Linked DNA regions of Pan troglodytes: region 2 is linked to region 1. The links are chromatin contacts, called in public HiChIP or PLAC-seq maps. All regions are on one chromosome and are shown on one strand. Each heading gives the region's core, a stretch centred on a gene start, on an enhancer-like site or on the middle of the called end of the contact. The rest is flanking DNA. Distances are from core to core; before and after follow the strand shown.

The links. HiChIP or PLAC-seq counts read pairs in DNA pulled down with a chosen protein or histone mark.
Region 2: an H3K4me3 HiChIP or PLAC-seq map of stem cell-derived excitatory neurons shows a contact between it and region 1, with 2.1 times the contacts expected there. The contact joins the promoter of LINGO3 here to the promoter of SF3A2 in region 1. A contact is called at or near these places in 1 of 7 Hi-C or Micro-C datasets (stem cell-derived neural progenitor cells) and 1 of 1 datasets of contacts at active chromatin or transcription factors (stem cell-derived excitatory neurons).

What each region holds. Positions count from the first base shown.
Region 1 is chr20:4,540,132-4,542,831 of NHGRI_mPanTro3-v2.0_pri, reverse strand. SF3A2 (splicing factor 3a subunit 2) reads right to left here and starts at 1,260. Exons shown (of 9, transcript XM_001150681.5): 1 at 1,033-1,260. It overlaps PLEKHJ1 (pleckstrin homology domain containing J1), which reads left to right and starts at 1,582. Exons shown (of 6, transcript XM_009434317.4): 1 at 1,582-1,779; 2 at 1,944-2,011; 3 at 2,106-2,172. The coding sequence starts at 1,686.
Region 2 is chr20:4,610,168-4,612,867 of NHGRI_mPanTro3-v2.0_pri, reverse strand. It overlaps LINGO3 (leucine rich repeat and Ig domain containing 3), which reads left to right and starts at 1,301. Exons shown (of 2, transcript XM_016934645.4): 1 at 1,301-1,379.

The sequences.
Region 1 (2,700 bases), core at 11-2,510:
GTGGCAACACCGTTCTCTCCTTAACCTAGCAAACAACCTATTTTCCAGAGCTCCGCCTGGCTGTTTGGTGTTGTCCAAGGATACACAAGAACAACGGTCATAGCGGGGTGCACCTGCAAAATGGGGCTAGCTAACGTGTTCTGGTCGCCTTTGGCATGATGTTGAAGCCGTCACTCCCGTTTTAAGGGAACTGAGGCTCACAGGAGTTAAATCACAGAGCCCCAGTCAACTAACAGGTATAGATGAGCATGCAGAAGCGTTCTCCGCTACAAGGAAGGCGGCCGAAACCATTTCAGCCGCGATCCCGATTCGACCCCAACGAATCTTGGTTGTTTCTTTTTTATTTTGTGAAACAGGGTCTTGCTCTGTTGTCCAGGCTGGAGTGCAACGGCGCAATCACAACTCACTGCAGCCTCGACCTCCTGGACTCAAGCGATCTTCCCGCTTCAGCCTCCAGAGTAGCTGGGACTACAGGCGCGCGTCACCAACCACGCCCGGCTAATTTTTTTTTTTTTTTTTTTTTTGCAGTGATGGGGTCTCGCTATGTTGCCCAGGCTGGAGTGCAGAGGTGGGATCATGGCTCACTGCAGCCTCGACATTCCGAGCTCAAGCGATCCTCTCGAGTAGCTGGGCCTACAGGCACAACCACCACTCCTGGCTAATTTTTAAAAATTTTTTGTAGAGATGAGGGTCTCGGTGTGTTGTCCAGGCTGGTCTCGAACTCCTGGCCTCAAGCGATCCTCCCGCCAAGGCCTCCCTGAGCAGTGAGATTACAGGCGTGAGGCCCCGCGCGCGGCCTCCCAACAGGAGTTTGGAAATAGAGTTCCTAGCGGGCCCGACCCTCCAGGCCCGCCCAGCGCGGGGCCTCAGGATGCACAAGGCCGGACGCTCAAGGGAGGAGGGAGGGGAGCGACGCCGCCGCCCCCCCCTCGGCCAGCGGCCTGTCGCAAGCGCCTCTCTCCTACGTCCGCTGTCCCCCAGGGAACCCCCGGTCCGCGTCGGCCGCCGCCCTCAACCGCCTCTACTCCTCACCAGAGCCCACGGCCTCGTTATCTCCTCCTCGTTTCGCCACCTCCACGACTTCGTTCGGCGAACGGCGGGCAAAGAAAGCACTTCCGGGGCAAATGAGACGGGCCCTCTGGTGTGCGCATGCCTGGCCCGCCCAGCGGCGTGAGTCAGAGGGTCCCGAGGCGCGAAGGAAAAGGCTGGAGGGGGCGAGGCTGAAAGCGCGGCCTGGAAGGCAAACTGCGCGTGCGCACAACGCTCTCAACGAACGCTCGGTCCGCTGCGGCCGCGCAGGGCCAACTTTCGCGAGGGAGCGGCAGACACTCTCCGGGAGACGTTATCGCTCCCTCCGCCTGCGCCTGGCCGCTCTAGAAAGGGGTGCCAGCCATCGCTGGGGTGCCTTGATTCTGTTCCACCTTGGTCCGGTTTATTTCAGTTTAATGGTTATGTAACAACGGTCCGTCTCTCCTACCAACCGGTACCCCGCCCACGCCAGCAGCCACGGGTCGCCAGCGCCACGCAGCGGAGACGGGCGGCATGGCTGGCCCAAGGTGCGCAGGCGCACTAGCCCTGGGGGTGCTTCCGTGTCTGCGCCCTGAGACATTTTTGGCGCCGGCCCTAGCGAGAGCGGGGACGGCGGCCGGGAGGGCGCGGCCTGGGTTCCCGTTCCCCGCGGAGCCATGCGGTACAACGAGAAGGAGCTGCAGGCGCTGTCCCGGCAGCCGGCCGAGATGGCGGCCGAGCTGGGCATGAGGGGCCCCAAGAAGGGCAGCGGTGAGCGGGACCCGGGAGACCGAGACAGTGCCAGGGGCGGGAGGCCGGGGCCGGGGTCTGGGCGGGGGTGCCGGAGGCCGGAGTCCGGGTCGGGGCGCCGGGGACGGGAGGCCGGGGTCCGGGCGGGGGCTGCCTGCGCCCCTGAGTGCGCGCTGTGCCCGCAGTGCTGAAGCGGCGGCTGGTGAAGCTGGTGGTGAATTTCCTCTTCTACTTTCGGACAGACGAGGCCGAGGTAGGGGCGTCCCGGGCGCGCGGGCGGGTCGCAGGCTGGGCCCCTCGGAGGCCGGGTGCTCACTGCCCCGTCCCGGCGCCCGTGTCTCCTCCAGCCCGTCGGAGCCCTGCTGCTGGAGCGCTGCAGAGTCATCCGGGAAGAGCCCGGCACCTTCTCCATCAGTGAGTGGGGCTAGGGAAGCCAGCGGCGCCTCCCGCAGCCCGGGGCACCCGCAGCGCCGCACTTTCCCCTCCCCGGGCGCCCAAGGTCTCCTCTGTGTCCCCAGCCTGGCGCCACCCTCCTCAAACACAAGAGCGCATTGTCCACGGGCAGCTCAAGGTCAAGTTCTCCTGGCGGGCACCACCCTTCCCACCTGCCGAGTCCACTTAAGCTTGGGTCCCTCCCAGACTCTCCTCTTTCTTCCCTGTGGGCCCAGGCTGTACTTACAGGGCAGGTGGGCCAGCCCCACCCAAAGCGTTTCCCCAGCTGCCGCGAGTAGCGTGGGTCTAGCATTGTTATATGGCCCCGGGCTGGAAATCCCAGGTGGGGGTAGGAGGAGTGAGAGGGGGGTGTTCTCCTGGGTCTTAAGAGATTCCCTTTTGCGGGGAAAGATGAAGTCCCTGCTAGTTTGCCCAGAGTGACTGTCAAAATTCCACAGGCCAGGTGGCTTAAATATCAGAAACATTCTCTACAGTTCTGGAGGCCAGAAA
Region 2 (2,700 bases), core at 52-2,551, 70 kb before region 1:
AGACAGGAGAATCGCCTGAACCCGGAAGGTGGAAGTTGCAGTGAGCCAAGATTGCACCACTGCACTCCAGAATGGGTGACGAGAGCAAAACTCCATTTCAAAAAAAGAAAAAAAAAAAAAAAAACCAAAAGACAAAAAAAAAAAAGGTAAAAAACTTTCCATGAGCACTCGCAGTGCACTTGGTGTGTGCGCTGCTGTGTGCTAGGCGGAAGGCACATTGGGGAACAAGCCCATTAGACAAACTGAGAGGCTCCAAGCTGCTCGATGGAGGGACAGAGAGAAAGGCTGTCCAAGCTGGGCACAGCAAAGATCAAAGGCCTGGGACTGGAGGGACTTGGCCTGTTTGAGGAAGGCTGAGGGGGTGGAGCCCGGGAAAGAGTGAGTGAGGACAGGCCAGGGGGAAGGAGGTGGTGCGGCAGACCAAACAGTGCAGGCGGCCGGGCGGTGGCTCACACCTGTCATCCCAGCACTTTGGGAGGCCGAGGTGGGTGGATCACCTGAGGTCCAGGAGTTTGAGACCAGCCTGGCCAACATGCTGAAAACCCGTCTCTACTAAAAATACAAAAATTAGCCGGGCGTGGTGGCGGGTGCCTGTAATCCCAGCTACTTGGGAGGCTGAGGCAGGAGAATCGCTTGAACCCAGGAGGCGGAGGTTGCAGTGAGCCAAGATGGCACCGCTGTACTCCAGCCTGGGCAACAGAGTAAGACTCCATCTCAAAAAAAAAAAAAAAAAGAAAGAAAGAAAGGACGAAAGAAAGAGAAATTCCAGCTTAGGTGGGGTGTAGACGGGACCCTCACGGCAATAGGGAATCATGGCAGGTTCTGGAGCCCAGTGGCTAAGCTTCCTCTGAGGGGCTTCCACTGAGGGCCACATAAGGAATGGGCCTGGGCTGGGCTGTGGCAGATGTCCAGGTGCAGATGGTGGCCGCCTGGACTAGGGGTGGGGGACGGGGGGCAGAGGAGGCGATGGTAGCTTCCAGAAGGTTCCACACGGAACAACCTGCTGCACTTGGGGTGCCCCTGCGTTTAGTGCACGGCCGTCTCCGCAGGCTCACCCAGGCCGTGGGGACAGGAGGTCCTCGGACACGAAGCGCCCGGGATGCGCACGGAGGGGTTCTGCACCCGCCCTCCCAGTGTCCCCGCACCTGCGCCCACGTGGCCTCTCACACCTGCGGCCCCAGCCGCCGCGCACGCGGCCCAGCGCATCCCCCGCGCGCCCCCGCCAGGCGCGCCAAGGAGACCGGCGGGCGGTTGCGCGCGGCAGCGGCGCGCACGGCGGAGCCCGGGAGGCGGCGGCGGCGGCGGCTGCGGCTGCTCGTGTCGGCTCCGGGCGGCCCCCGCGCCGCAGCCCGCGCCGTGTCCGCGGCGGAGCCGCCCAGGTGAGTGGCCGCGCCGGGGCCCGGCGTGGGGCGCGCCCGCAGGCCTGGGGACCCCTCACCTGCACCCTGCGCCCCAGCCGCCCAAAGCCCCCAACCCGCGACCCCATCCTCAGCCGGGGGAAATTGCCCCGCGCACCCCTCCCGGACTCATCGCTCCTTGCCAGGCCCCCGACGCTCCCCCTGGAAACTTTGGGGGCGAACTCCCCACCCTGGGGTCCCCCCGCCCCTCCCCTGGGGCGCCAAGGAGCGGGGAACCGGGTGGGCATCTCCCCGGGGCAGTGGGGACGCTGGGAGGATGCGCTCCTCTCCAGGAGGAGATGAAGGGGGCACTGGTTGGGTCTGGGGTGTGGGGAACGTCCGAATAGAGCCTGCAGCCCGCGCCTTCCTGCCCTGTCTCCCCCGAGCCGGGTCTGGTCCAGCCTGGGGGTGCGGAGCTGGAAGACGCAAAGGGTATCTGGGGTCCACACCGGAGCCTGCTCCATCGCTGGAGCTGACGGCCCGGCCTGGCGGGGAGGGACCTGGGGGCATAGGGCTGGGTCCCCCTGCTCTGGGGGCGTCTGAATAGCACCAGAAATGATGGGCCTGGGCACCCTGAGTGGGTGCCCCCACCTTCCGGGCCTCTGGGGCCTGGCCAGGGGAGGCCCTGAGTCCCATTCAACAAGTTTGGGGGAGCAGCACCTCGTGCCTTGGTCCGGGCACAAGAAAAGCCCCGGGTCCTTACGCTGGAGACCACCATGTAACTGGGTTTCTCAACGTGTGCTTGGGGCGCTAACGGTGCCGGTGTCCCGGCCCCCCCAGTTCTGAGGAGTCAGAACTTCTGAGGCGATCGGCCCCAGAAGCTGCATTTTAGCAAGCGGTCCCTGGCTAAACCATGGACGCAGCGAGGCTGCAGACACCCTTGCTCCGGCGGGGGTGGGGAGCGGGCGTCTGCTGTGCAGTGGTATTCGCAGAGGGACGATCTGGGGCTTGGCTGGGGGGAACCTTCAGGGACAACAGAGCTGTGAGAACCAGAGCAACCCAGGAGGGCTCCCTGGAAGTGGCGTGGAGAGGATGCAGAAGGTGTGAGGTGTGAGTGGCCAGGTGGAGGACGCAGGCTGGAAACAGGTTCAGGGAGGGTGGTGCTGGCTTTATCAGGAGGCTGGTGCGGGGTGGGCTGCCGCGGCATGGCCTTACCCTGGCTGTTCTCTGAGCTGAAGCAGCAGCCATCGTCGGAGACAGGATCTGAGTGGGAAGAACCCACGGGCTTCCCCTGTAGACCCAGCTCCTGTCCCCATCTCGATGATGTGGGGTGGCAGGAAGGGGGCAGCGGGGCGGTGGGATG